Linked DNA regions of Drosophila melanogaster: region 1 is linked to region 2. A link is a contact called in public Hi-C data. All regions are on one chromosome and are shown on one strand. The core of a region is the stretch at or near the end of the contact, and the rest is flanking DNA. Distances in the headings are between cores, read along the strand shown.

Region 1 (3,220 bases), core at 552-3,051, 420 kb before region 2:
ATAAAATGATTTATTAAAAGATGAGTAATAAAAGTATGTGTCGTGAGAAAAGACTATGATTTGGTGGGTTTTGATGGACATAAGGCAATAGTAGCTACTAAGCTGTGTTAGTAAACGGGTCCGCTGAATCCCTCTGTGCCAGAGATTATCCGCAGTTGATCGTTGAAGCTCTGCGCGGGCGGAATCTGATTCTTCTTAGAATCCTTTTCCATTGAACGGGATCGCAGATGCGGCTTATTCTTAACGCAACTGAGTGGAGTTCGCTTTTGTGCGGACAGGGGGGTACTGTTTGTCTTGGGCGTAATGGATCCTCCGGTCACCGGGGACCCCTCCTCTTGGTCAACATAGATCTTTGGCTTGTTGGCTCTGGCGGGCTTGCGCGGTGGCACACGACGCTTGTGACCCAAACGCACTCGCTCCAAATGTTTGTTCGACGGCACTTCTGGTAGCTGCTCCTCGCCAGCGACAAAGGAGGCCATGCTGCTGCCAGTGCTGAGATTCAGGGTCAGTGTTTCCAGGATGTGCTCCAGCATCTGGGCCTCGCGTGCCTCCTCCTCCTCGTCGTCGCAGAAGATGATGGGTGTGCGATCGACGCCCAGGCTGGGCGATCGGGGATCACCATGGGGCTGCTGTTCTGGCGGGGGCGTGGCCATTTTCACCTGGCCCTGCTCCAGATTCGGCTCCTGATACGGCAGCAGCTGTTGCTCGCAAGGCAAGGTTTCTTCCTGATCATAGGGCAGTGAAACAATCTCCAGGGAAATATTGTTGTGTGCAGCAGACGGCGGTGTGCCGAAGCTATCGCAGCTCTCCTCTAAATCCACTTGGGGCGGTGATGCAGGCACTGCTCTCTGTGCTGTACCCACCCTGGTGTCCACGAAGAGATCGGCGAATGTGTCATCCATATTAAGCGAACGAACCTCATCGAGGACCAGTGGAGTGCGATTCAGCTGAGGAGAGCGAGGATCGTTCAGGGAGAAGCCCTTGAGCAAACGTTTTCGCAGCATGGAGAAGGCATTTTCACTGGTGGTCACATGCTGCTCCTCCTCCTCAACGCGAGGTTTTGACGCCTGCAAGAACTACAACGCAGCCATCATTACTAGGGTTAGTAATATCAAAAAATACCTAATGCCTATAAACTCACGGTTAAAGGCGTGCGGCAGCCATTTGGTGATCGAGGATCGAGCAAAGCGTTGTTTTGCTCTCGATTCGGCGTCGTCATTTCCATTTGTTCTCGCTTTTCGCTGGCCAGGCGCATTTTGTTTAGTGTCGGCGTATCCGGCAGATATTCACCTTCCATTTTTGTTGCCTTTGCTCCCATTTTAATCAAATAATCTGACTTATTTTGCGACTTCTCACTAAATGTTGCGGGGTAAAATAAAATCGTTGCCGCGCATTTGTTTTGAAATGGCGTCGTGTGGAGTTGCCGGATCAGGAAATGCCAACTGGTAACAGTATTGTTAACGTCAGTCTAGCTATTTTCAAGCCAATTCTAGCAGTGATTACAAATGGATTTTATCACTAGTTCTTTCATTATTACTAATAACTAACTAATCGTTACAAATATAAATAGAAATTAAACAACGTTTGGGATATTTAGAACTTAAGTCTGTAATGTTTAGGTGGATTCTTCTTGTTTTACTCCTCTCAAATAAATTTATGAATTGATTTTTATTTATAGTACATAAGAAAATGTAAAATTCAGTAAACAAATAAACTAATATTAAAGTTATCAGATATTTTTTTTAATTTCGCTTTACAGCACTGATTTTTATGCTGCCTCGCGATAGTGTCATCTCCCTCCAGCTAAAGTCTGGCAACACTTGTTCATTTAAGACGCGACACAACGAATTGTACTCTTTCAGTTTTTCAAAAAGAAAATGGCATGAAAACAGGCCAAAAAAGTGCGACAAACGAAGAGCTAAATCCCAAAGTAAGTGGTAAAGTAAGTGATAAACATCCAAATGAAAGCAACCCAAATGCATACATAAATGCGCGAGTGTGTGTGCTAAATTATAACAGTAGTGACTGTGTACCTTCACGGAAAAAGGGAAATGAAGACAGGAAACTGGGTTTTTTTACTCCAGATGACTATTTTTATTGAATTTACGCAGTTGCTGTACTAAATAGGCGAGTGTTTTTGTGTATGTGTGTGTGGGCGCCGCAAGCAGCAGTAAATTCTCCTGTGTGTATATGTGTTTTTTTTTTCTATGGCCGTCTCCTTTTTACACACACTAGCGCACAATACAGCTGCGCCTTGTTTTTTGCCGACATTTTTTCTGCTTAGTTTTATTTATTTTATTTCAATTAGGCAGACAAATTATTTTGCTCGCTTTGTGGAGCCATCAATGTGGGTTAGTAAGCTAAAGTGCTGCGTAAAATTGCGCTATTGTTTTATTTGCCAATTGTAGCGCAAAAAGTAAGCAAATTGTATACACACAAACGCCAGAGCGCATGTCGTGCAGACTTTCTCTCTTGCTCCAAATTGCGAGTGTATGCATCTGCGTTCGTGTGCGTGTGAGTACTGAAAACAACCGAATTTCATTCATTGCTCATTTCCGAGAAAAACTACACGCTACACTCGTCGCCATCTGCAATTGCACCTCTGTGTGCGTAAGTCACTGTATCACAAGTACATTATATGAACTATGTATATAGGAGCCGCTGCAGTTGTGCAACATGTTAATTGATTCCAGGGGCTGCTGGGCGTGGCAGGTGCAAAAGCCCCTTCCACCTGGCTTCTATTTACAGAAACTTCTTCCCACTTCCAGAGTTCAACATTCTTGCTCTTCCCGTCGCTTGACCGCGTTTTTCAAACATTCCACGAGCGGTCTTAGCACACTCACACCGGCACGCTATGTGTGTATACATACGTATGTACGTATATTGATTTCAATCAACTTTGAAGCGCGCTCTGGCCTTCTCCTTCGCTCATTCGGCGGTGTGCTATGCTCTGCCTGTCTCTCTCGTGCTCATCTGTCAATTGAGCACCACGTCCGTTTGTCGGCTCATCAGCAATTTACACAGACACACACTTCACCGCGCTGCATCCGTGTGGGTAAATTCCATTTCCTGTTTATAATATTGCGGCGTCTTGTCTGTCTGTCTGTCTGGCGTACAGCGGAGACGCAAACCAGCGTCCCTTTCGCCTTTCGTTCCGCTCATCTCGCTGCACAATGGATCGATCCTAAATAAGCATCTTTTAAAAAGTATTCAAAGTTTG
Region 2 (3,527 bases), core at 69-2,568:
TGCGAATAAAAGTGAATTAGATCAGACTTGTAAGTCTTTAGGTAAACCCAAGAAGATTACTTTCGACTGCTCCAAACAATACAGTAACGAGCTAGAAAAACAAGGAAAAAAACATAAAATTATAATTGTTCAACCCTTCTGTTTGTTTAGGGTACAGTTGTACCTATTTATAAACAGTAAATTCTCGAGTTTTCAAAAAGGTTGCCCGAGCTGGTGTTTACGATAAAGTATAAAGTGTAAACTAGTGCAAAAACTAGTGCAATTTTATGATTAATTTAAACAATCTTCTTTTCTGTTGCTAGCAGCATGCTTTTGCATTTTTTAATCAAATAAATATCTGGCCGGGGTCCTTTCTAATTCCCGCTTCCGAGTAATCACTGCACACAATCAGTTCGACGCAAAATATAAAGCCCGGCGACAGCTTTTTTAATCAGTAAGCGTAGTTTTTTATTTCTTAGCTCTGCTGGCGACGCAAATCGAGCGTGAAACAAGACACATGGAGTAAATAGCATTCGATATGTTATGTTTCGTCTTTCCGTTCTGCTCGTATCCATATCCACATGCTTGTACGCCAAACCCCAAATACTGGACCCAGAGACACAACACAGATAGGAACAAATTTGAAACACGTTTTTAGATTTTGGTTTCGGTTTTGTTTTCGCCTCTTGTGTTTTTGCTTTCGGCGTAAATAAAACAGGCACTCACTAACTCACTCGAACCGGCAGTTCGTATATTAATGAGAAGCCCCAAGCGTGGTTTGCACGTCGATCAGTCTGTCAGTCTACAGTGATTAAGTTTAAAGAACATTGCCGTAATAATTTTGGTTTAAAATACACACAGAAACAAGAAAACAAACTCGTGTTTTATTCTTCCGCATCGCAGCGGCAACAGCAACAACAAATGCAATAACAATAACGATATCCACAACAATACCCATGAACACAGTCGCTGCCGACGCGAATCGAATGTTGTTGGGGAATTGTTTGAACAGTTGTGTCGCGATAAATAGGCTCGACTTTCGGACTTTTTGGCCGGGGGAAGGTCGTCGCGCATTGGAGTTGAAGGAAGTGTGCACACCTCTAGGCTTCAGAGGTTGATAAACCATTTCATCATTATCAGATTATTGTTTGCTCTTGCAAATACAGTGGTTATTGACCAGGGGAATATACAGAATAGTATTCCGCAGAAAGAGAATATGAAAGCAAAGTTAAGGTCGAGGGGATATGTACAAGCGAATTTGTAGTATTGCACAAACTGAAAAAATATCTTAGATTTTCTACATTTTTCACTCTTATTTTATTTATGTCTTTGGCGAGCATCAACATTACACTTTTACACCAACTGCTGGCCGTGACTGTGGAGAGCAGACTGTGGCGCAGAGCTAAATAAGAAATGAGATAATAATAACAAAAGCGTAGAAACGTAGAAGTTAATGCAAGCAAATAACAACAATGCGCGCGGACGTCGAAAAGAACAAACACACATACACAAACACGCTCATAAACAAACGCCAAAGGAGGCGAAGACCAGGAGGGGGAAAAGGCAAGAATAAAATGTTTTGTTGCATTGCAACAAACAGCAACAGCAACAATGCAAGTGATGCGCCGCCAGAAAGAGATAGATGCACGAGCAAGAGGAAGCGCAGCAGGAAAAAGGCAGCACCAACACACTGTCACTCACTCACACAGGCATACATACAGTCACGTACGCGATTCTAAACAAGTTGATGAACTCTACGGCATCGGTGGAAGAAGAAGAATGAGCAGCAAAACTAAACAATTTGTTTCTGGTGCTTTTGTTCGCTTGTATACTGAGTTAACATTTATTTGCTGCAGATATGTATATCTTGTAGCATACGTACATAGGCTAGGTATGTGTATGTTTCTGTTGCACTTAGATTTACTTAATATTCCACTAGTATTAATACTTTATATTGCTTCTTTTCGCACAGTTCACACGCACGCACACACACTAGCAGCAGCAGTAGTAGTGTATTCTCTCTGAACGCGACGGGAAGTGAACGCGAACAAGCGCCAAACTGTTGTTTATCCGGCGAGTGTTAAGAACTGAATGAGAATGAACCAGCATGGCGAAGAAGAATTTTACAAGACGCGGAACGAGGAACGGAAACGAACGGGAACGGAACGAACGAACCAAGCCGACAAAAGCGGCCAGCCGAAAAAACTCACTCAACCAGTTTTAGCCAGCGGGAGAGCGAGAGAGACAAAGAACCAGCGAACGGGACCGAGAGAGAGCGGGAAATCTAGTTTCTGCAGAACGCCACGGGGAATGGATTGGCAATTGGAACGGGTGTTTGTATGCATGTACATACCTACATACATGCGGCGATGAGACTGACCTCTGACAACCTCCTACACTCGCACACGTACATATGTATGCGGCATATGTACTCGAACAGAACATAAATTGCGCGAGGGAGCAGTGCACTCCAAGTATTCCGGGCTCTGTATGTACATATGCGAGTGGGAGTGAGCTGCACTTACAAAGAGAGCGGCAAAGGAGACGGCGGCGATGAAGTCGGAGAAGAAGAAGCACGAACGAAGAACGAAGCGCAGCAGAAGAGCCCGAAAAAGGGCTACAAAGAGCGGAAGCAGTGGAAACCGCGCCACTGGTCGTGGGGTAACTTGTACTATCTAGCCATTTTTTGGGGGCTAAGCCCCATGCATAGAACCAGTGCAGTGAGTCAAAAGATTATCATCCGCGTTTATTTTCGGGTTTGTTTCGCAATAAACGATTATTTGTATTCGCATAAACTCTGATTTCGCACAAGTGTCATCAATTGAATGGGAACCAGAACTGGAAATGATTACAGGTCTCGTTTTTTTTTTTAATATGGGCTTCCAAAATTTTCATTCTTTTGAGTTTCGGAACATTTTGTTTTCCAATGAATTTTGGAATTTGTATAATTAAAAATCAGAAAGGAAGCTAGTTTCAGCTAGACGAAACCATTGTTTATATTTAAAAAATCACTGGCGTATGCCGAATTAGAATGCATTATATTATCACTTTTTTGATATGATAAAGTAGTCCGATTTTAATTAAATTAAAACTAAAATTACATATTTTCAAATAGTTTGTGTATACCAAATTAGAACACCGTATGATTCAAAACCACCAAGGTAAATTTGTTTTCACACCCACTTTTAAGCCAAACTTGACTCGTAATATGTGTGTTTCGTACAGAGAACGAAAGACCCAATGATCAAGACCAGAAATCATTGGCTTTGTGGTAAATAGTAGATGTCTAAACCTGTGTATAAGCAAGTTCAGCTTTTTATGGTCATTACCAACTAGGCTAGTTTACAACTGGTGACTTTTCCTGCTATATAGCGCTGATGCAATAGGAGCTTGTGAAAGAGAGAGAGAGATGGGGAATGGGAATGGGAATGGGAAGGAAAGGAAAGGAAAGGGGGCAGGTAAAAGTCTGCGCGCTTGCGTCATGTGCGTTTTCAACGTTTTCAACGTACATAATATTCCGATCACAAGAAAAGAATAACGTGAAATGG

The links. Hi-C and Micro-C count contacts between places; a contact is called where the count stands out from the background.
Region 1: a Hi-C map of the Kc167 cell line shows a contact between it and region 2, with 4 times the contacts expected there. The contact joins the promoter of spi here to the promoter of lncRNA:CR44977 in region 2. A contact is called at or near these places in 9 of 107 Hi-C or Micro-C datasets (the Kc167 cell line, cellular blastoderm embryo, embryo and 4 more).

What each region holds. Positions count from the first base shown.
Region 1 is chr2L:19,575,896-19,579,115 of dm6, reverse strand. spi (spitz) reads left to right here and starts at 1,801. Exons shown (of 3, transcript NM_134291.5): 1 at 1,801-1,930. msb1l reads right to left here and starts at 1,415. Exons shown (of 2, transcript NM_136147.4): 1 at 1,142-1,415; 2 at 1-1,076. The coding sequence starts at 1,318. The coding sequence ends at 108. It overlaps Pmvk (Phosphomevalonate kinase), which reads left to right. Exons shown (of 2, transcript NM_136148.2): 2 at 1-23.
Region 2 is chr2L:19,157,090-19,160,616 of dm6, reverse strand. It overlaps lncRNA:CR44977 (long non-coding RNA:CR44977), which reads left to right and starts at 1,318. Exons shown (of 2, transcript NR_124379.1): 1 at 1,318-1,870; 2 at 1,952-2,749. The region is part of intron 2 of brat (brain tumor); the gene reads right to left.